Regions from separate parts of the Mus musculus genome. Here all the other regions are linked to region 4. The links are chromatin contacts, called in public ChIA-PET, HiChIP or PLAC-seq and promoter capture Hi-C maps. All regions are on one chromosome and are shown on one strand. Each heading gives the region's core, a stretch centred on a gene start, on an enhancer-like site or on the middle of the called end of the contact. The rest is flanking DNA. Distances are from core to core; before and after follow the strand shown. Region 1 overlaps Slc28a1 (solute carrier family 28 (sodium-coupled nucleoside transporter), member 1). Region 2 overlaps Alpk3 (alpha-kinase 3). Region 3 holds the start of Slc28a1 (solute carrier family 28 (sodium-coupled nucleoside transporter), member 1). Region 4 holds the start of Furin (furin (paired basic amino acid cleaving enzyme)). Region 5 holds the start of Pde8a (phosphodiesterase 8A). Region 6 holds the start of Sec11a (SEC11 homolog A, signal peptidase complex subunit). Region 7 holds the start of Zfp592 (zinc finger protein 592).

Region 1 (2,827 bases), core at 272-2,771, 740 kb before region 4:
CACAACGCCCTTATTCCCTCTTCACCATTGGTTTCCGCTCTCTTCCCCCCACCCCTTCTTTTATAATAACAAGAAGGGAGGAATGTTAGCACCAGGACACTCCAAGCCCCTGTCTATGTGACCCTTGACCTGTGTTGCCAGGACAATGACCCTCAATCCCACAATCCACTTGGCTCAGTTCCCACCCTCACTGGTGTGACATCATTTTCTGTATAAATTAGGGGATCACCCCCTCCTTGCTCTCTTTTTCCTCTCTCTTTCTTCTCTTCTTCCCCCTCTTTCTCTCTTTTTCCTCTTCTCTGCCCTTCTACCTGCTTCGCTGCCCCTCTATCTCTGCACGTGGAACCTCTCCCACGTGGAACCACCTTGGCCTAGTCTGCTGTTTGGTTTATCCGCTCAATATATATAGATAGATAGATATAGATTAATATTATTTGATATTAATTAACACATCAAGGCCTAGGTCAGCAGATTGGAGAGGAAGTCTCTGAGATGACAATTAATCAGATGAATAACAATTACCTTTACATCTTGCACCATAACAAAAATCAGGCCAATACTTTCTTTAAATAAATAAATAAATAAATAAATAATAATAATAATAAGGTACCACTTGGCGAGGGTATCTCTTAGGGACTCCCTGACTTCCATAGTCTCCTTCTTGGGAAGGTTAGGCCTGAAGAGACTCAGGAGTCCTGGTGCCTTCAGAACTATATTATTTTAAGAAATACATTTCAAGCCGGGCGTGGTGGCGCACGCCTTTGATCCCAGCACTCGGGAGGCAAAGGCAGGCAGATTTCTGAGTTCAAAGCCAGCCTGGTCTACAGAGTGAGTTCCAGGACAGCCAGAGCTATACAGAGAAACCCTGTCTCGAAAAAACAAAAGAAAAAAGAAAAAAAAAAAAAAAAGAAATACATTTCAGGCAAAGCAAAACTAAGTAGACCAAATGATACAGTGGAAAGAAGCCTGATCAAGGAAAAACAAACAAACAAACACCAACTGACTAAATGACTAAGTGTGTCTTTATTTATCCCTGCAGGATCTTGGCCAAATTAGTCACATCTCCCTAGCCTCAGTTTCCCCGGTTAGCCTGTCAGTATCTAAGCTGATAACAACAGCCCAGGCTGAAGTGACAGAGGTGCCAAATGGACCATGTGGGTGGTTGGCATGACACAGGCAGGACTTGTAGCATCCCTGGGCAGCAGCCTTCTGTGAACCTGGGGACAGGTTAAATGGCTCTCCCTTGAATTAGATTGGATCCCTGCCCCCCTCCAGTCTCTTTGGGGTAGTTGCAGTACCTACCTGGCTCACAAAGATGTTTCCTGCCACACTTAGGGTTTCAGTGGCTGAGGTGCCCATGGTGACCTGCATCAACCAGGCAATCTGGAAAAAACCAGCGTACTCATGAGTGGCCATTAGCAAGCCAGAGTCAGAAAGAGTTGGGGGTGAAAGTACCCAACTCTTCTAGCCCAGGACCCTGAAGTGGTTTGAACCTTAATTAGCATTGGAGCAGTTTTAAAAGAGGTGATCAGGGAACTGGGGAGGTGGCAGTGTGGAGGTTTGGTCTTTTGCTTCGTATTGTAATGCTAAATTCTGTAAATTCTTTTAAAGGGGAGTAAATTCTCACCTTTAAAAGCTTTTTGTTGTGCAAACCTTGTTCCTAGATTTAAAACTATTGGTTAAATAAAATTGCTACAGCCAATTACTGGAGGAATGAGAGGTAGGTGTGTTTGGAGTGACCTGGATTGGGGTGGGGTGGAGGAGAGCTGAGGAAGAGAAGGAAGGAGAGAGGAGAGAGGAAGCTACCCATGAGGGGAGATGAACTATGAGCATGTGGCCAGGAGAAACAGCATGTATCTAGGGTACACTGCTAGGGAGGTAGCCAGGCCAGCAGTTAGAAAAGAAGATTAGGGGTGGCCCCCAGTAGTTGTCAAAGCCAAATAAAATAACTATAGTCTGAGTCTCATTTATTTGTAAGCTAGTCGGGGATAAGCTTAAAACTGGTTGTACTACAGCTCAGTTGGTCAGGTCAGGACCCATGTAACCCCAGTGCTGTAGAGGGAGACACAGGAGGATCTCTGGGCCTTGCTGGCAGCCAGTCCACCCAAGTCAGTAAACTCAGGCTCAGTGAGAGATCCTATCTCAGAAGATGAGGTGGAGGGTCAGCAAACCAGCTAAGGTGAGCAAACTGCATTTGTCACCAAGTCTGACGACCTTAGTTTGATTGCCAGGACCCACAGAGTGGGAAGAGAACCAACTCCTGCTAGCTGTCCTCTGACGGCGACACAAGTCTGGCATGCATACATATATGTATATTTATATGGGTTTGTTTTCTGTGTATGTGTGTGCAGATGCTGGAAGCTTAGAGAAAAAGGCATCAGATCCCTTGGAGCTGGAGTTTCAGGGAGTTATGAGCTACCAAGGTGAACAATGGGAACCCAACAAGGTCTTCTGCAAGGGCAGCAGTACAAATTCTTAACTGCCGCTGAGCCATCTCTCCAGCCCAGCCAACAACAACAACAACAACCTTGTTGGCTGGGCATGGTAGCACACATTTTTAATTCCAGGACTCACGAGGCAGAGGCAAGCAGATTCTGTGATTTCAAAGTCAGCCTGGTCTACATATTGAGTTCTAGGACATCCAGGGCTACAAAATAAGACCATGTCTTTAAAAAAAAAAATCATTCACCATAATGTAGTCTACAGAGTGGGAAAATATCTTAACCAACCCTACATCAGACAGAGGACTGATATCCAAAATATATAAAGAACTTAAGAAATTAGACACCAACAAACCAAATAACCCAACTTAAAATGAGGCAGTGTT
Region 2 (2,700 bases), core at 101-2,600, 670 kb before region 4:
AGCCACAGTAACGGTCCAGTTCTATGTCATCCTTGTACCAGGTCACCTCTGGCTCTGGGTATCCTGACAAGGAAGCAAGAGATTGAATAATAGTAGGTGAGATCCAAAGTAGTGGGAGGAGACGCAGAGGCAAGGGCTTCGAGCTGTCTGAAGAGACTGGACGGTTCCAGTGCCCCGGGCCCTCCGGAGGCACTGTCCCTGTCACTCAGCTCAGCTTCAGAAAGTAGGATCTGTCAAAGCAGAAAGCATTCTCCCCTCTGACTGAAAGGATGAGAACTAGGGGGAAGAGACTTCTTAGCTTTCAACTAGAAGAGAGATCTTTTATTTATTCACTTATTTGTTTATTTATTCATTTATTGGTCTCTTTGAAACTGGGTTTCTCTGTGTAGCCCTGGCTATCCTGGAACTCACTCTGTAGACCAGGCTGGCTTCAAATTCACAGGGATCCACCTGCCTCTGCCTCCAGAGTGCTGAGATTAAAGGCACATGACACCATCACTTGGCTTATTATTATTATTATTAAGACAGGGTCTTTCTATATAGGCCTTGCTGTCCTGGAACCATGTAGACTAGGCTGGCCTTGAACTCACAGAGCCCTGCCTGCCTCTGCCTCTGAGTGCTGGGATAGAGATGTGCGCCACTGCACCTGAGCCTGCAGAAGCCGTCTGTGGAGCTTTTTATGCCTTGTCTTCCATCTCTACTCCTGTTTCCTCTGCTACACTTGAACTGTCCGTCGAAGTCAACTGTGACGTGCACATTGCTAAATCGCTCGTTGATCCTTAGGCCTGACTGCCTACTTCCTAGACTGGCTTTAGCTGCTCAAGGAGCAGCAAGGACCCCCTGCTGTTGCAACCTCTAGTCCAGCCCTCTCCTCTCAACTCCAGACTGTACATTGACTTCATATCTGCACTTGACGGCCTAGCAGGCCACAGGTGTGACCCATCCGACTCCTTATCCGTATCCCAAGCCTATTCACACACAGCTCAGTAAGGGGACAACCCATCCCCCAGTGTGGCTCAGGCCACAGCCCCGAGTCCTCCTTTTTCCTTTCTTCTCACACTCACCCTGTCAGATAGTCCTACAGGCTCACCCTTGGGAGCAGACCCAGGATCTGACCATTTCCTGTCACATCCTAGTCCCCACCACTTTCATGCCCCACTTGGGTCCCAGGGAGACCTTCCTTGATGGCCTCGCTGCCCCTGTCGTGGCCTCTCTTCAATTGGAAACGCCACAAGCAGAGTGTGACTTCAGATCCATCTACTCTCAGCCACACTCAGAGCACCCCAGGAGCCCCACCTCACACAGGCACACACAGTCTGCACCCTGTCGCTGTGGCAGTGACCTGATCTCATCTCCCTCTCCCATTTGTGAGCCGCACCCCCGCCTCAGTCTTGCTGGCTCACACTAACAGCCCAGGAGGCCACATCCTGCGCCACTCTGCTTCCTGTCTAACTCCTCACAGAGGCCTTCCAACAGCCTGTGCGAGCCTGTGGCTCTCTCCCCTCAGCCTTGCTGTCCTCCCTCGTCTTGCATCTTTCTTCCTAGAGCACACTGCCATGAGACACACTGAGCTTGTTAATTTGTGTGTGTCCTGTCTGTCACAGTGTGCCCATCACAGAATATCGAATATTGGCTTCGTGACAGCGGGGACTTATCTGTGTTCGTCAATGCTGCATCCCCAGTTCCTAGAATAGTGCCTGGTAATGCAATCCACAATAAGTAAATATTTACCAATGAATACATCAACTGTATGGAGAACTATGGTCCAGAGAAAGAAGCGAGCTCCTTGGCTGGGGATTTGGTCTTGGATCAAGTAATACTGAAGGCATGGGTGCATACCCCCAGTCACCAGCCCCTCCCCTTCCCGCCACTAATCACACCTTAGCTTAGCTCCTTGGCCATCTCTCCTACTAGACCCAAGACTCAAGTGGGCAGGAGCCATCCTGTGTTCACTACCGTATCTCTATCGCCTGCACCAGTGCCTGCATAGCGGTTCCTCCATAACCCCCTGTCAGAGGAGCAAGCAAAGGAGTAAGGAACAGGAAACAAACCCACGGGAGCCCCATCCGAGGCATATGAGGAAGGGCAAAGGGCAAGCAAGGGAAGTCGAACATCAGCGGGGAGCAGGGGAGGCAGGGCTACAGCCGGCTGGGCCAGGAACAAACTGGGCTGTGCTGGCTGTAAACTGAGCCCTGTGTTTCCACTGTGCGCTAAAGCCCTGGGTTACATCACTGTGCGTGTGGCTAGGGCAAGCACAGGTGCTCTCACCATCTTGTGGGATGATCTCACCCACCAGGGCCTTGGAGTCTTCTGCCTCATGACCTGCCCGGGAGGGACATCCTCAGCCTGCAGTCCAAGAGAGGCTGGAGTGGGGCAAAGGCCTGGGACAAGGAGGGGAACAGGGAGTGGCCTACACAGCTGAGCCTGAGCCACAGGAACACCCCATAATTCTGCCAATAATGGGGATCAGGGCTTCATAGCAAGAGTGGCTTTGAAGCTGGGCGGTGGTGGTGCACGCCTTTAATTCCAGCACTTGGGAGGCAGAGGCAGGCTGATTTCTGAGTTCAAGGACAGCCTGGTCTACAAAGTGAGTTCCAGGACAGCCAGGGCTGCACAGAGAAACCCTGTCTTGAAAAACAAAACAAAACAAAACAAAACAAAACAAAACAAAACAAATGGCTTTGAAAACAAGATTATTTG
Region 3 (2,931 bases), core at 396-2,895, 710 kb before region 4:
AGGGACAACTATGGCTGAAGAGCACGGAGATAAGGAAGACCCTGGCAGCCCCATGCACACACAAGCACCTCATGAGAAGACTGAGATAGAGACTGGACTGCTGCATGGGAAATGGGGTGCCTCTTAATTAAATTCTTCAATGCATGCATTGAGCATCTACTATGTACAGACATATCCTGCCTCAGCATTTCACTCTGGCTTCCTGGAGACCCGAAGGAAACCCTTAAGGAAGATCCCAGGCAGGCCCGCCCCACTGCATGACTCCAGGGCACTTCTTACTGCACTGTCCAAGTAGGGGGCTAGGGGGCACTTGGTAAAGAAGAGGGAGCCTTGTTAGGGAAGGGAGGGAGGGCAGAAGGTATCATGTCAAGCTTTTCAGTCCTCTGCTTGGCCTTTGGGGAGCCAAGACAAGATGGCAAGTTCTTTAAATGCCAAGGACACCCCACCCCATCATCTGCTTCCCCTCTCATCTTGTAGACCAGATGTTCTTCCCTCCTGGGACCTTTGCTGACAGCACACAGTGGGTACATCACACAGTGGGTACTCAGAACATGTTTAAGGGGTGAAATAAAGGGGGTGCTTTGTGCTGGGGAGGTACTACACAAGCAGAGCTCAGAGCACAGAGTGAAACACACAGTCCCCCAGCCCATAGCTGCCAGTCAAGCTGAGGGGCCCTCCCACTATGAGCTGCTAGTCAAACTGAGCCACCCCACCTAGTGAGATGCCAATCAAGCTGAGCCCCACACCACCCCACACCCCTGTGAGATGCCAGTCAGGCTGAGGAGGTGCTATAGGGGAAGAGGACAGACCATTATTTCCAGGAACTCGGCCCCCATGTTCTCCAGGCCATGGGCCACAGGTGTGAGGGAAATGGACTCTCGTTGCCTCGGTGTGTCGTCTGCCATGTGCTAGGCTCTTCAGCTGAAAGACAAAGATGTCACAGAGGGTCCACAGCCGAAAGGAGGGCCAGGAGAGAGAAAAGGAACCAGAGAGGGAGGGCGAGGGGGAGGGGAAAGGGAGAGGGAGAGAGAAGGGGAGAGTGGGAGAGACACCCTTTCTGCCCTCTCTCCTGATCCTGGGAGATGCAAGTCCTTGTAAGCTCCAACAGTGAACTGTCCCTTAGTCACCAGTCACCAGGAAGGGAAAGAGGGGATGGCGTAGGCACTGGTGTGGGCACGGCTCAGAAAAGAGCCCTTAGTTATCTTTACTTCCTACAACCGGTGAAAATCATTGGCAGGGGAGGAAGTGCTCATTTCATCCATCTTGAAGCCAGCGCTACCCAGGACTGTTCCACTCAAAACCGAACATTCCTCATTCTCAGTGAAGCTGCTTTTAGATGTTAGCTCACCTGCAAATGAGAGCCCAAACTCCCGTTTCCCCACTGCGGTCCCTCTCTTGCCCACACCTTAGGCCTTCCCTACTCAACAGCAGCTGGCTAAGCAGATCTTCCCCAGACACAGACCCTCAGAGGGCATGTGGAGCATGCAGCCAGGGCTGGGGGATGCCTGCTACCTGGGCACTCGCATTCACTGCTGTACGGAGAGGAGAGGAGCCCACACTACTCACAGATTTGTAGTGAGAAGGCAGCGTCAGGAGGGATTGACTGTTAAGAACTGACTGACTGAAGCACAGGTTGCTGTGGGAGGGCTGGGTCCAACCTGCTTGGGCTTTGGCCTGTTCACTTCTGTGGAAATTCCTGGGCAGAGTCCAAAACTGAAGTAGGTTGGGCTTCCCCAGAGCTCAGGGCCACCGCAGGGGCGGGGACCCCAGCCTGTTTCAGAAAAAGCATGATGGGGTAGCCTGGCTCACTCAAGCCGGGTCCTCTGTGGTCCTGCCCTCTGTCTGCTGCCCTTTCCCAAACCAACCTCTTCCTGGCCTTGCTCCAGGACGCCTCCTTTGGGAAGCCACCTTGGTTACTCTCTCCCTCCTCTTTCTGTCAGCATCCTGGAAATGTGTCTTCGTGTTGTGGCTCAGCCTCCTTTTCTCACAGTATCGGCGACTCGTTTTCCAAAACTAGAAGATATTGAAAGCGCTGTCTTTATCACAAACAGGTGGTGGCTCGGGGCTAAGCATCACACAGTCGCAGAAACAAGCCAAAATCACACCATTTCCTTCTCCCCTTTCTTCCTAGAGTGACACCCGAGTTACACGTGCAAAGTTGGGGGACAACACTTTCATCTACAGTCTTCAAACTAAATTTAAACTTACCTGACAGGATTTAATAATTGATGATGCACACTCTTTAATAATTAATTATCTTTTATGATACAAAAGATGCCTCACACAGAGGCATACACTGGCTGTTTTGGAAAAATGGAAAAGAAGAGGCTGGACATAAGTGGTACCCCCTGTTCTTAGAAACTATCTGTTTCTATTGGGGTTAGGAGAATATCGTCTCATCTAACCCAGCCTGACTTTGAACCTGCTATGTAGCCGAAGTTAGCCCTAAACACCCAATCCTCTGGCCTCCACATGTCCAATACTGGGATTCCAGGTGTGCATCTCCACACCCCTGGTCATGCGGAATGAAGCATGAAGGTGTTATAGAAATATACAGAGCCTAAGAATTTTTCTTATTTCCCCTTAAGTATACACTATTTTGTTATTCATTTTCCAATAGGAAATTGTACTGTTGCAGGGTTTTCACAACTTGCTTATCTGAATATACATATACACACACATACACATGGACACATACCTATATTGTATCTGGAGATACATATACACACACATGGACACATACCTATATTGTATCTGGAGATACATATACACACACATGGATACATACGTATATTGTATCTGGAGATACATATACGCACACATGGACACATACGTATATTGTATCTCGAGATACAATACCCACTGTCAGGTCACTGGTCCCCTTGATCATAAGATAAATGTTTACCTTGAGCAAGACTGGGATGGGGCCAG
Region 4 (2,946 bases), core at 20-2,519:
CCCCATGTCTGCAGTGTTTTAACGGATGCTCAAATAACAGATTCAGTTAACTTCATACACATCTCCATTTTCAGAGGGATAAATCGGGGCTCTGAGAATTTAAGGTTCGAAATAATGCAAAATAGTACCGCAAGGATTTGAGCCCAACTTTCCTGGACGACTTTCCACACAAATGATACGTGTGTATGTGTGTATGTGTACTACTTTGAGGGTTTTGAGGCAAAGTCTCATGTGGCCAGGTTATCTCACAGAGAGCAAGAAGGGATGTGCAGAGGCCGCTGGCGACCTTGGAACAACCCAGCCTGGGAAGATCTTGGCCCGGTTCCCCTCTTCTTTCTCAGCTCGAGCAGAATGTCAACCTTCCGCCAAGTAGCACAGCCGTTTTCTAGGGCAGGAACCCAGGGAGGGAAGGGCTCTGGCTGGTATACTGTAAGTAGCTTGGAGTGAAACGCTGCCAAGTCTGAGGCCTGCTAAGTTGTGTAGCTTAAGGAAAATTATTTAAACTTTGTGTGCCTCAGTTTCCTTATCTGTAAAGTGGGATTAATAATGTCATCCTGAGCGGATTATGTGGATTAAGGAATGTACATAAGGAGAAGATAGGGTGAACTGATTGGCCCAGTGCCTAGCTCTCCGTTGTTGCAGGGGGAAAAAAAAGTATTGGGAAAAAAAAAAAACCATAAAAGGAGGTGGGCTATTTCTGTTTATCCACCTGTCTCTACAAAAGCAAATAAAACTGTGACTCCTCTAACTGGAGGCACGAGGGCTGCCCTGCCGCTGTGAGATCCGACCTGAGAGTGGAGTTGCCCCAGGTCCGCCATCCCAGGGCGCTTCCCTTGACTATCCCCAAACTCAAAACTCGGGACCCAGGAACCTCGGGCAAGGCAGGGCCAGCTTGGACTCTCCCCAAACCCCCCGACCCTCGGCCCTTCCCTCGCCATCTCGCCCGCGGGCTCCCAGTCCGGGTCTCCGAAACCATCTGCCCGGGAGTTTGCGGGGCCAAGAGCCTAACGCGGTGCGGACCGAGGGGCCTGGGGTGGCGCGCAGGGACCACGCTCCCTACCCGCCCCGCTGGCAGCCGCAGACAGGGCGCCCCGAGAACGCAGGGCCCGCCGCGTGGAGCTCTCTGAACACCGGCCGGGCCCGGCCGGGCCCGGCCTGACCCGACCCGGGCGGCGAACGGGCCGGGCCGGCTGCGGCCGCCGAGCGCGGAGGTGGCGCCGCGAGGGGGAGGGGCGCGGCGCGGAGGAGGAGGAGCCCGGGCCGCCGCCGCCGCCGCCGCCGCTGTGACAGCGGCCCGAGTAAACAAGCCGCGCCGCCGCGGCCGGGCCGCTGCCCCCCGCCCGCGCCCGAGCCCAGGCCGAGCCTTGCCCTGGTCGCCGGCCGGGCCGAGGCCGCGCCGCCGCGCCTCCCCGCCTGCGCGCCGTGACGCCGCTGCCGGGCGCGGGGACCGCCGGAGCCAGGCCCCCGCCGCCGGGCTCCGTGCTCGGCCGAGGGGTACCCGAGCGGCCGCGGCGCTCGTCCGGAAAAGTTTCCCCGCCCGGGCTCCCCAGGGTAAGCGGCGAGGGCGCGCGGCCCGGGGCCGGGGAGGCGGCGCGCTGGGGAACCGGGCCCGGAGCGGGCGGGGGAGCGCGGAGCCGGGCGGCGCAGCCCCGGGCCTCGCCGGCCGCCGGGCTCTGGTCGCGGATTCTCGGCCGCCGCGGCGGGAGGACGGGAGCCGCGCAGCCCACCTGAGCGCCGGGCTTGGGCCCGCGCCGGTACTTTTCCGCTGGGGCCGGGGCGAGCCCTATGACCTCAGGAAGCGCCGGCGGGGCCCCTGCTGGGGCGGGCTAGGCAGAGCATTCCTCGGACTCTGGGTGCTCCCGCCTGCCCGCGGTCCTCCGTGGCCCCGGCGGCCGGGGCCTGCGCCTGGTGGGGCGCGCTCCCGGGAGGGCACGGGGTCCTCGGCCGCCTGGCACACCTGTACGGCCGGAGCGGTCGGGGGCGGATTTCGCGTGCGCGCACAGGCCGGCTTGGGGGAGGCTCGCTCCGGGCTGCCTCCTGCCGAGGCCTGGCCGAGGCCCCTGCTGCCCCCATCCATCGGGTGGCTAGCCGAGGGGCGGCCTGCTTGCCATACAGGTCTGACAGCAGACACTAGTCTGCTCGGTGCCGCCGTTCCCACCGCCCCAGGGCTTTGCGCCTAGGGGAAGTGGACTTTCATCTCTCTGAAGCACTGGGATTCTCTCTGACTTGGGAAGTGCCAAGACGACGCAGGTGATGTGGCCCAGTGAGGGCATGTGGCTGCTGGCCAGGTGTGGACATAGAAAAGGAGGGTGGGCGAGCAGATTAGGTGTGTGTTTCCTGTTTTGGGCTTCTATCTAAAATTTGTATTTTTTTAAAAAGAGGATCCTATGGCTTAAAAAAAGTTTGAAAGCCTCTGTCCTAATAGTTTTTAACCACCAAGGAAACTGAGGCCCAGAGAGTGGAAATGACTTGTGTAAGTAGTTGAGCAGGGACTAGGAGTTAAAATTTCCTGGGAGGTGCCTGTAACAGGACCTGCCTTGGGGTCTCTGCTGGAAAGAGAGACCTGATTGGGTTTCCCAGCAGTCTTTGGTGGCTTGCTCTGTGGCTGCCTCAGCTGGGTCTCCAGGTCCTAGAAACAGCAGCCACACCTGGGGGTAAGTGCCCGTCTTATGCCTGGAATGGTTGTGGTTATCTCTGTCTGTAGGTTCTAGGGAGAGACAGAAAGGCTTTGCCTAAGAAAAGAGCTAGGACAGTACTATAGCCTATTCTCTAGTCAGGCCCAGCACTGATGGCTGGGCAAAACTGACCCAGAGAGGCTAGAAATATATCCAGTCTCCTGGTTTTGAGACAACTGGGACTCAGAGGGTGAGTCAGAGTCTGGAATGGGGGTGGGGAGAAGCCTGTTCATTCATTGTTCACAGTTCTTTTGTGTGTGTGTGTGTGTGT
Region 5 (2,876 bases), core at 9-2,508, 810 kb before region 4:
AATGGCCCCCAAAAAAGTGGAAAAGTGAAACTGCTTGTGCAATGAGAGGACAGAGGTTGGGATAAGCTAGGCAGGGGGTGAGGGGGGGGGGGAACTGGTGGCATCTAAGACCCTTCCCAGTGCGGACAACCCTTGCCTTTCTACTCTGGGAATGCCAGAGCAAAGTGCACTCTGGTTTACCATGTCAGGAACGTGCCGGGGATATCCCGGGTCCCCCACCCACCCCGCTGGGAGAAAACTGACTCGCCGCGTCCGACCCCGGCCGGGAAGGAACGGACACGGCGGATCCCGCGGCGCCGCGTCATAGCCCTGTTAAGCCTCGGTCCGCGACAGCCCGCAAACGCGGGCGGCTGGCGTCGGTCAACGCCAGGGCGGCTGCCTAGAGGGCCCCCAGTGCCCCGCGTTTGTTTCCCCGCCCTCCCAGTGCGGCTCACCTTCGAGGCGCCGTTATCCCGAGGCTGAGGCTCCACGAGCCCGGGCGCGGTCGACCATCGCTGAATAGATCTCGGCGCGGGGCCCGGGACGTCCACGTCCACGTCCTCGTCCTCGCCGTCGCTGTGGCTAAACGTTCGGTTTTCGGAAGTGTGGATGCTCGGGGCGCAGCCCATACTGGCGGCGGCGGCACCGCGGACTCGCTGGCGGGCAGCCGCGATCCGGTCAGCAAACGGCCCGCCCGGCGCCTCGGGGCCGCCGCGGGCGCCGTGTCATCGCGGCCTGAGCGGGCGGGCGGGCAGGCGGGTGGGCGGCGGCGGCAAGCGCGGGTCTCGCGTCAGGAAGCGCGGCCGCCCCTTTTATTGCGCTGCGGGCGCGGCGGCCGTGGGGAGGGGGCGCTGGGGCGAGAGGCGCGCCGCGGACGCCCCTCCGAACATGCCCTTCCTGAGGCGGGAGCCGCCGCTGTCTCCCTCACATCGCCGCGCGCGCCGCAGCCGCCGCGCTTCCGGGGAAATGTCGGGGGTGGAGATTTGCGCTCTCGCCACCGGGAGCCGCGAGCCCGCGCCGCGTTTGCACCGCCGCCCTCGCCTCGTCTGACTCTCGAGGAAACGGGCGCTCGCTCGCCTGGCGGTGCCTCTCCTCGGCCCGGCGGACGGCTGGGTGAGCGCCCCTAGTCGGGCTACCGTAGGGGAGCCCAGCCCTCGGCGCCCGCACTCCGAGCTGGGGACCCGCTCGCTGACGGAGCGAGCGCCTCGACTCCGGTCGGGCCGCGCCGTCGAGAAGCGCCGAGGCGGCTGCGCGAGCCAGGAGTTGAGCATCCGAGACTCCCGCTCCGTGCTCCGGACCGCGTCTTGCGGGCAACTCGCCGCGCCCAGCCCCCAGCGGTGACCTCCAGCGGCTGCTGGCGTCAATGCAAAGCAGCTGGGGCGCCCGCCGCCCGCTCCCTGTACCGCCCGTCCAAGAGCATGCGCGGCCGCGACCGCAGGGGCACCTAGCCAGCCCGTCCGGAGAAAGGAAAGGACTTGCTGAAGGATACAGAGCCATTCTGCTTCAGGGGCTACCGAGTTCGTTCACTGTCAGGTCACTGTGTTTGAGATTTGGAGCTATCGTCCGTTAAGAGACCAGTTGGAAGGACCTCAGTCCGAAGCGTTCCGAAGTCCATGGGGAACTACACTCCAGGTCCCAGGCGTTATTACCAGGGATAGCCCTTGCTCCAAGACCTGGCACGTCACGCCTCTGGTTGCACTCAGACCTGTGGGACTGCAATATTTCGAAGTTGGTTAGGGAAAGCCGGTCCTCTTAACCAAAGGACGATTCCAGGTTCGACAGTCCCAAGGATCCGAACCAAATGAAGAGTTGTGCGTCCGTCCAGCAGGGATCAGAACTGCAGCCCCCCAAGTGCTACCAGATAGCTAGCTGTGTGACTCCAGATGAGTCTCTTAACCTCTCGGTAGCTGAAACTGGAGGGCGACGCCCCTGGGTGTGCATCTGATACCCAGAGCCAGCCACTTCGAGGGCCTTCCCGCCCTTCTTTGCTCTCTAGGTCCACCGGGACCCTGGCGGGACCGGGACGTAGCTTCCTTTCCTCAGTCCACACCTTTCCTACACGCACCCGGGTGCGACCCTGAGTGGCTGAGACTCCTGCCCGCGGACTGGCTACTGTTAAGACCCGGAGATGTGCTCCGGGCTGAAGTCCCTGCTGTGACAGACACAGGTGCTTGGTCCCTGTGGCAGCTGCAACGTCCTTGAGCATCGATCTTCGCCACCAAAGGAGGATACAGGGCGGCTTCCGGAGCGGATAAGGCTGGAGCAGCTTTAGAAACTGGTTCTCTTTTCTGGCCTTTGGCACGCGGCTCCTTTGTCAAGTTAAAGCACGCTGTCCTATAAAAATATGACTGGCTCCTCCAAGGTGTCTTGAAAAACAGGAAAAGTTTTTGTACTGACACCCGTTATTCCACCCAGTCTGTGGTGTTTTCAACTAGCAGTCTTAGAGGGTAGATTTTTTGTTTTGTTTTTTTTTGTTTTGTTTTGTTTTTTTTCAGCTGGTAGCTGGATCCCTAGAGAAATTGCCTTTAGCCAAGATGCACGTACAAGTCTAAGGCTCTTCTCTCCGCCCACCAAAAGTCTGGCCTTGACAACTCCACAGTGACCTTGCTAGTGAAGCTCCAGGAAGCCCCGGCCCTCCCCTCGCGGACTGGCTCACAGCGGCCCTGCTTTGTCTTAGGGATCCTTGAGCTTGATGTCAATAGCAGGGTGGGGCTGAGGAAAGGAGGCTAGCTAGAGACCAAAGACAGATCCGTACCTTCCCCAATCTCTCTCTGATCCTGAGTTGGATTCTGTCGTCGTCGTCCCCCCCCCCCCCCCAACTCCTTTCTCTCTCATTTTGAAACTGATTTCTCACCCTGCAATTTAGGAACCCACAGATTTGGAACCTGAGGCTAAGA
Region 6 (2,863 bases), core at 148-2,647, 540 kb before region 4:
AGCATCTCTCTATTATGAATCTCTGGCTGTCCTGGAATTCACTATTTAGACCAGGCTGGCCTCGAACTTGCAGAGATCTACCTGTCTTCCCCCCATCACCCACTTGTACGAGATGCTTTTAAAGCTTCCCAACTAAATAGCTTATTCACCTTTTTTGGACCCACAGGATTTTGAGCTGCTCTTGGGGCTCTTCAAGGCACAAAATACAGGGTCAAAGCTCATTCCCACTTAATTTGAACTTAGGTTGAATTTAACACTGACAAGCTTATGTGAAGGTTTCTACTAGCCAGAATTTAGATCGAGAACCACATCAACAGTTATTAATGAAGAAGTCATTCTGATACACATATCTGGTACTGTCACGGAAGCTGGGATACCTATGGGGCACCCCATGGGGGTTTCTATGTATTTTCTTTTATAAAACTTTCTAACTTGGAAATTCTAAACATTTCCTATCCCATCTCAGTAAATGTAAGGTTTCTACTAATAGTTGAAGATAGTCTTTCTCTCTTTCCTCTCTTTAAATTCAAGTACTGATTTTGTGCCTTATACATGCCAGCTGTGCGGCCACCACTGGGAATTTAACAGTGAACAAGACATCAGCGGTTTCCTTTCCATTCTCACACCTACTTTATTGTGCTATAATTCACATACCATACAGTCCACTAAGGCGCACAATTCAATGGTTTTAGTATATACATGGAGTTGTACATCTATCACCCACCAAAAGAAACCCCATGGCAATGATGTCACTTCTAATCCCCGCCCCTGTGAAAATTTGCGGGTCAAATAAATGGCTCACATCCAAGTGTCAGGAGACAAAGCAAATCACTGTTGGTAAAGGTCAAAACTGAGACGGGTCTTCCTGGCCACCTGCACCACCAGTGCCCTCATGACACTAAGGCATCTTGTGATCAATTGGCGTGTGTGTGTGTGTGTGTGTGTGTGTGTGTGTGTGTGTGTGTGTGTGTATACAATGCTTTAAAAGACACACACAGCTTCCGGTAGCGAACCGCAGCGTGCTCCACCTGAGAACAAACAGCAAGGCACCACGTCCCGAGCCACACCCGTGCCCCAGCAGCACGCAGGAAGACACCGACTTCGCGCTGGCGCAGACTCGGCTTCCGATTGGCCAGGCCTGTCCAAGGGCCCGCCTTCCGCACGCTGTGGGCTTAGCTAACCTAGGGTCACTGTCTTCGGGAGCCGCCGCGCGGGCTGAGCACAGAAAGCAGCCTTCAGCCGGTTCTCGGCCGGAGAAGGCTACGGTCCTTTTTTGACAAGGCCAGGCCCTGGGCTGTTCTAGGGGGCTCACAAGTCATTCTTTGTCCATTCTCTGCTCAGAAGGGAGGAGCTTCGCCTGCTCCCGCCCCGGAAGCGGAAGTGCAGGCATCAGGGGGTTCTGTCCACGGTGAGCCCGGCCCGTGTTGCAGCGGTCCCTCTTGGTGGTTCTATCGCGCCCTCTTGGCTGCTAGTTGTCGCGCTCTCCATCTCACCATGCTGTCTCTAGACTTTCTAGACGATGTGCGGCGGATGAACAAGAGGCAGGTGAGACGGGCCGCCCTCTCTCTCTCTGCCAGGGTTCCTCTGGTCTCTTTGCCGTTGCGGGGCGCCCCGCGGATCTCTGGGCGGGATTGAGGGCCTGCGTGGGTCGGTTGCCTGTATGGATCATTTCTTTCTTTGCAGACTGTAGGTAGCCAAGACCTCTTTGCCCCCATTCATAGCACCAGATTCGGGGGACCGAGAGGGAAGGAGAGAACCTTTGCGATCCCTTCCCCCCGAGGAGGCAGGGGAGTAAGTGAAAACTATAGGGCGCTTTGTAAGTGGGAGTTTGGGACACTGTAAAGCGGCAGACTTAACCGTTTCTGGTGGGGCTCTGGGGAAAGCCATTACAGGTCCCACAGGAGCCGTTGTGTTGCTTTCATTGTGTAGCCACCTTTCAGCCCAGCTAGACCTCAGTGAGCTTCATCCATTTTAACTAGGGTCACTCTAAGCTCGGAGTTGAATCTGTTATACCACTTGTGTGCCAGTTTCCTTGGCAGAAAGGTGACAGTCCACTGAATCTTTGATGATAGATGTCAGTGGAACAGAAATCTTGAAACTTAAATCAGATTTTATCCTTCAGTCTTGCTGTCTTCTAGCTCATGTGTTAGAAGGTACTGAGAACACGGTCACCTTTTTGTCTCCTGAACCGAATGTTCTGGTAGCAATTGACCTTTTCCCTGCCTCCCTACCCCCCTCGTATTTTGGTATTAAGAATTGTCTCATTTAAAGATTTGGTTTATTTTGGAACAGGACTTTGTTTTGCCCTGTTTATAATTATTACATAGAAAAGTAGGTCCGTCTCTTCTTAGACATACATACAAAATTGTGAGACATTCCAGTCAGAACAGCTTTAAGGAGTAGCTGTCACTTAACTGTCTTCTGTATGGACTCCTATTTCGGTGATGGGGATCAATACCAGGGCCTTGCATTCATCACAGGCTACCAGAACCGCGCTTCTAGTTTTGAAAGACCTTATTTTTATTACTTTATTTCGAGACAGAGTCTTGCTATGTAGTCCTCCTGCCTCAGCCTCATGAGAGGTAGATTTATAGATATATGTCACAACATGGCATCACTGGCTGGTATGACTCTGCCCTGTTGCCTGGAACTCACCGTGTAGCCCAAGCTGGCTTTGAGCTGGACTCCTGCCTTCGCATCTTGAGTCAGGGTAAATAACCGTATTTTCTTTTTTAAGTTTGTTTGATTGTTTTTCAAATGTGCTGAAAATCATTCCTAGCACTAGGCAAGTGATCTGTCACTGAGCACATGTATCCTCCATCTGGAAAGACCTTTTCTTCCTTCCTTCCTTTCTTTCTCCTCC
Region 7 (2,912 bases), core at 364-2,863, 590 kb before region 4:
TCTTTGTAACACACTCCGTGTTTACTAGACCCTGTCCTTACTGTCTTCCCACATGTTAGAAGGAAAGCTGTACAAGGACAGTTAGTTTTCATTGCTCGCCACATGGAAAACATGTATTTGTTGACAAATATTTTCTTATTTCTGGACTTTGTCTCTAGGTCAAGATCTCCCACACTAAAGTGGAGGTATCTTTCTGGTTGACACAGTATCTCCAAAACCTAGTTCTGTCATGGCGCATACTACAAATACTCAGAAAAAAAAATGTTTTCAGTTAGGCATGGTTGCCTGAAGTCCCAACTACGGGGGAGGTTTAAGACCGGAGCTTGGTGGCCAACCTGGTTAAAAGTGGAGATGGGGGGAGGGGTAATGAACCAAAGCCATCTTCAGTGGAGCTGTAGAAATGGTCCAAAAAAAAAAAAAAAAAAAAAAAAGCACCAGGCTCCTTTCTCTTTCCCACTGTAATGTACCTGTCAGTTTAGCAAATAGACTTCTGAAGTCCCACTCAGCACCCATCAGGCCAAGCACATTGTGTGCTCAGCCGGTGTACACCTGACACAATCACACTCTAGCTCCTACACGAGCACAGGCCACGGGCAAACCCTGGTCCAAACCCATTTTACCCACCCGAATCCCACTCTCCTAAAGCAGAAACTATCTAGGCTTGTCCTGGCTACAAAGCATGCTCCCTGGGTGGGCCTGTAGGTTGTTTCAACCCTGGACTTTTAATGTCACCTCTGGTCTGCTCGTAAAAATAGTTAAAAAAAAAAAAAAATACCTGACCACCTCCAATAATCTTAGGTTCTCAAGAGCAGGCATACCTAAGGTCATACGGACCCCTCCCCCTCACAAAAGCTGCTTCAAGGCCAGGAGGCCATCTGTCCAGCAGACGCTCTCCTGTCCTCCCCCTCCCCGGGTCACACGGAGCCTTTCCCCACTAGCCCCTCGGTTGGCAGGAAGAGACCCCGCAGAGAAATCAGTTCAAGCCTGATCAACAGGCCTGGTCACCCCCCCCTAAGCACCCCAACTCTGGAGGAGGAAGACTTGTCTGCCCCGGGAGAAGGAACCCCCGGGGTCAGAACTTGGGCGAGGCTGAGGGGGAGACTGAGGGGCGCCGAGGAGGGCCGATGTTCTAAGTGTCTGCCCAGTGACGGCGCCAGGTCCTCGCGCGGCGGGGACCGTGGAGCTGACAGGGCGTCCCAGCCTGGTGAAGTGCACCGTTATCCCTGCCTGGGCCGGGGGCTCGGCGGGCGGCCGCCTGTCGCGCGCGGGACGACAGCGGAGTGCCCGGGCCGCCCCGATCGGCGGGCGGCGGCGGCGGAAGGGGTCCGGGCCGGGGGCGGGGTAGGGTGGTGGCCAGGGCCCGCCTGGCGGCGATCGGGGGAAGTGGCTGCCGCCTGGGGCGGCGGGCAGGGTCCACCAGGCTGCAGGGCCGGGCCGCGGCGCGGGCAGAGCCCGCTCCTCTCAGACTCCCCTGCCCGAGCTGGAGCGGCCCGGATGGTGGCCTCGCCCCGTCCAGGCGGCGGGGGGCGCTTACCTGGCGGCGGCGGCGGCGGCGGCAGCGACAGGCCCCGGGCTCGGCCGCGCGCGTCCCCAGCGCCGGCTGCGGGAGCCACAACATGGCGACGGCGGTGGCGGGCGGGGCTGCGGCTCCGGGGGCGGAGCGGGGGCGGGAGCCGGGCTGGCGGCGGGACCTGGCTGAGGCCGCGGGTGGGAAGGGCGGGCGGAAGGCGACTCGGGCCTGGGCACCGGCCAGGGCGGTGCGGCTATAGAGCTGCCCCGGCCCGGCCCGGCCCGGCCTGGCCTGGCCCGGCCCCGCGCCTTCCGCCTCCCTCCCGCCTCAGGCTGGTGCGACCCTGGCTACGCTGACTCCGGGGAGGGGCGGGGCGAGGACGGCGCAGGCAGGACCGGGACTCCGACCTGGGCTGGCTCCCGCCGCCCTTGGCGCGGCCTCTCCCGGCCACCTGGGCCCGGGAAGCTCGGACGCGCCTCTGAGGCCTCGGTGCGGCCCAGGCCGCCTGCCGGAGGGACGCGTTGTACCTTCGCGGCTATGGGCCGACCGGACGCCGAGCGCCTCAAGAGCTCGGAAGAAGTCGTCTTCGCGGAGAGCTGGGCGAGTCGGGCCTAGGCAGCACTGCTAAGTGAAAGGAAGCAGGAGGGCAGTGGGCCTGGGCACTCAGGTGCGCCTTAAATGGCTACTCGTCGCAGGATGGAAGGACATGCTTGCGGGCGCGGGGCGCTCAGACGTGTTACCTCTGGGGGAGCCAAGGGACGCTCGGAGAGTGGAATGGAGGTGGAGGGGTTGGGGTGGAGGGAGCTGATAACCTCTCAGGGTGGACTGGCAATTCGCAGGCTCACCAGGGAGGCTGTGACTCCAGGGCAAGAACTCGGAGAGGCGGCCGACAAAAAAATTACCAAGTTGACCCGCAGGACTTTCCAAGAACCTGGAGTCCCTTGGGGACGCGATAGTAAGGCAGCAGGGTCGGACGGTGGGAACTGGCAGGCCAGTTCTGGTGCCAGGCAGGATTGCTAAGCATGAGCAAATTCCTCCCGAAGAAACCAGGAAAAAGCCCACACTTGGCAAAAGGGCCAGAGCTGACATTCAGCTGAGTCTGCTGTGTGCCAGGACCCGACAGAACCCAACACCTGCATGAGGAGTGCGGTAGTGATGAAGGAGTGAAGGCAGTTACGAGAAATTATTCTTTCCAGAAGTTTGGCAGGGAGAGGAAGGGAAAACTAGCCTCCATCTTAAGAAGGAGTAAAAAGAAAGGTTTGTTTCATTTGTTCCAGTTTGAGAGAGAGCGAGAGCTCAAGGAGCCAAAGACAGAGTCATTTATAGTTTATATCCCAGAAAGATGGGAAATGGGGAAGAGGAAGTCCAAGGAAAAGGCGTGTTGTCCAACAAGATTCGAAAG

The links. Promoter capture Hi-C pulls out the DNA fragments that hold promoters and counts their contacts. ChIA-PET counts read pairs in DNA pulled down with a chosen protein or histone mark. HiChIP or PLAC-seq counts read pairs in DNA pulled down with a chosen protein or histone mark. Capture Hi-C pulls out chosen DNA fragments and counts their contacts.
Region 1: an H3K27ac HiChIP or PLAC-seq map of embryonic stem cells shows a contact between it and region 4, with 3 times the contacts expected there. The contact joins the enhancer-like site here to the promoter of Furin in region 4. A contact is called at or near these places in 1 of 39 promoter capture datasets (cranial neural crest), 1 of 15 datasets of contacts at CTCF or cohesin (large pre-B cells), 1 of 484 Hi-C or Micro-C datasets (embryonic stem cells) and 5 of 115 datasets of contacts at active chromatin or transcription factors (embryonic stem cells, memory CD8 T cells, regulatory T cells and 1 more).
Region 2: an RNA polymerase II ChIA-PET map of memory CD8 T cells shows a contact between it and region 4, with 10 read pairs. The contact joins the enhancer-like site here to the promoter of Furin in region 4. A contact is called at or near these places in 2 of 484 Hi-C or Micro-C datasets (the G1E-ER4 cell line and embryonic stem cells), 2 of 115 datasets of contacts at active chromatin or transcription factors (embryonic stem cells and memory CD8 T cells) and 3 of 9 other capture datasets (adipose tissue, embryonic stem cells and liver).
Region 3: a promoter capture Hi-C map of embryonic stem cells shows a contact between it and region 4, with 2.9 times the contacts expected there. The contact joins the promoter of Slc28a1 here to the promoter of Furin in region 4. A contact is called at or near these places in 3 of 39 promoter capture datasets (embryonic stem cells, liver and pre-B cells).
Region 5: a contact with region 4 is called in a promoter capture Hi-C map of adipose tissue, with 2.9 times the contacts expected there. The contact joins the promoter of Pde8a here to the promoter of Furin in region 4. A contact is called at or near these places in 1 of 115 datasets of contacts at active chromatin or transcription factors (memory CD8 T cells) and 2 of 9 other capture datasets (adipose tissue and liver).
Region 6: a contact with region 4 is called in a promoter capture Hi-C map of pancreatic islet. The contact joins the promoter of Sec11a here to the promoter of Furin in region 4. A contact is called at or near these places in 2 of 39 promoter capture datasets (embryonic stem cells and pre-B cells), 1 of 484 Hi-C or Micro-C datasets (embryonic stem cells), 3 of 115 datasets of contacts at active chromatin or transcription factors (astrocytes, large pre-B cells and memory CD8 T cells) and 2 of 9 other capture datasets (liver and pancreatic islet).
Region 7: a contact with region 4 is called in an RNA polymerase II ChIA-PET map of memory CD8 T cells, with 48 read pairs. The contact joins the promoter of Zfp592 here to the promoter of Furin in region 4. A contact is called at or near these places in 1 of 39 promoter capture datasets (embryonic stem cells), 4 of 484 Hi-C or Micro-C datasets (the HL-1 cell line, cardiomyocytes, embryonic stem cells and 1 more), 2 of 115 datasets of contacts at active chromatin or transcription factors (large pre-B cells and memory CD8 T cells) and 2 of 9 other capture datasets (adipose tissue and liver).

What each region holds. Positions count from the first base shown.
Region 1 is chr7:81,140,520-81,143,346 of GRCm38.p6, reverse strand. Slc28a1 (solute carrier family 28 (sodium-coupled nucleoside transporter), member 1) reads right to left here. Exons shown (of 18, transcript NM_001004184.3): 10 at 1,303-1,383. Among named protein-coding and RNA genes, the nearest start is that of Slc28a1, 27 kb to the right of the region's middle. Within about 2 kb of position 1,521, at least 11 of the 459 cell types and tissues checked have an H3K27ac peak or open chromatin away from gene starts, as enhancers often do. A contact at or near this core is called in embryonic stem cells, where this site is marked.
Region 2 is chr7:81,074,236-81,076,935 of GRCm38.p6, reverse strand. Alpk3 (alpha-kinase 3) reads right to left here. Exons shown (of 14, transcript NM_054085.2): 4 at 1-63. Among named protein-coding and RNA genes, the nearest start is that of Alpk3, 18 kb to the right of the region's middle. Within about 2 kb of position 1,350, at least 100 of the 459 cell types and tissues checked have an H3K27ac peak or open chromatin away from gene starts, as enhancers often do. A contact at or near this core is called in the G1E-ER4 cell line, adipose tissue, embryonic stem cells and 2 more, where this site is marked.
Region 3 is chr7:81,113,513-81,116,443 of GRCm38.p6, reverse strand. Slc28a1 (solute carrier family 28 (sodium-coupled nucleoside transporter), member 1) reads right to left here and starts at 1,645. Exons shown (of 18, transcript NM_001004184.3): 1 at 1,567-1,645; 2 at 810-921. The coding sequence starts at 905.
Region 4 is chr7:80,401,135-80,404,080 of GRCm38.p6, reverse strand. Furin (furin (paired basic amino acid cleaving enzyme)) reads left to right here and starts at 1,269. Exons shown (of 16, transcript NM_011046.3): 1 at 1,269-1,551.
Region 5 is chr7:81,211,647-81,214,522 of GRCm38.p6, reverse strand. Pde8a (phosphodiesterase 8A) reads right to left here and starts at 1,258. Exons shown (of 22, transcript NM_008803.3): 1 at 435-1,258. The coding sequence starts at 608.
Region 6 is chr7:80,946,084-80,948,946 of GRCm38.p6, reverse strand. Sec11a (SEC11 homolog A, signal peptidase complex subunit) reads left to right here and starts at 1,397. Exons shown (of 6, transcript NM_019951.1): 1 at 1,397-1,545. The coding sequence starts at 1,495.
Region 7 is chr7:80,992,385-80,995,296 of GRCm38.p6, reverse strand. It overlaps Zfp592 (zinc finger protein 592), which reads right to left and starts at 1,613. Exons shown (of 10, transcript NM_178707.4): 1 at 1,535-1,613.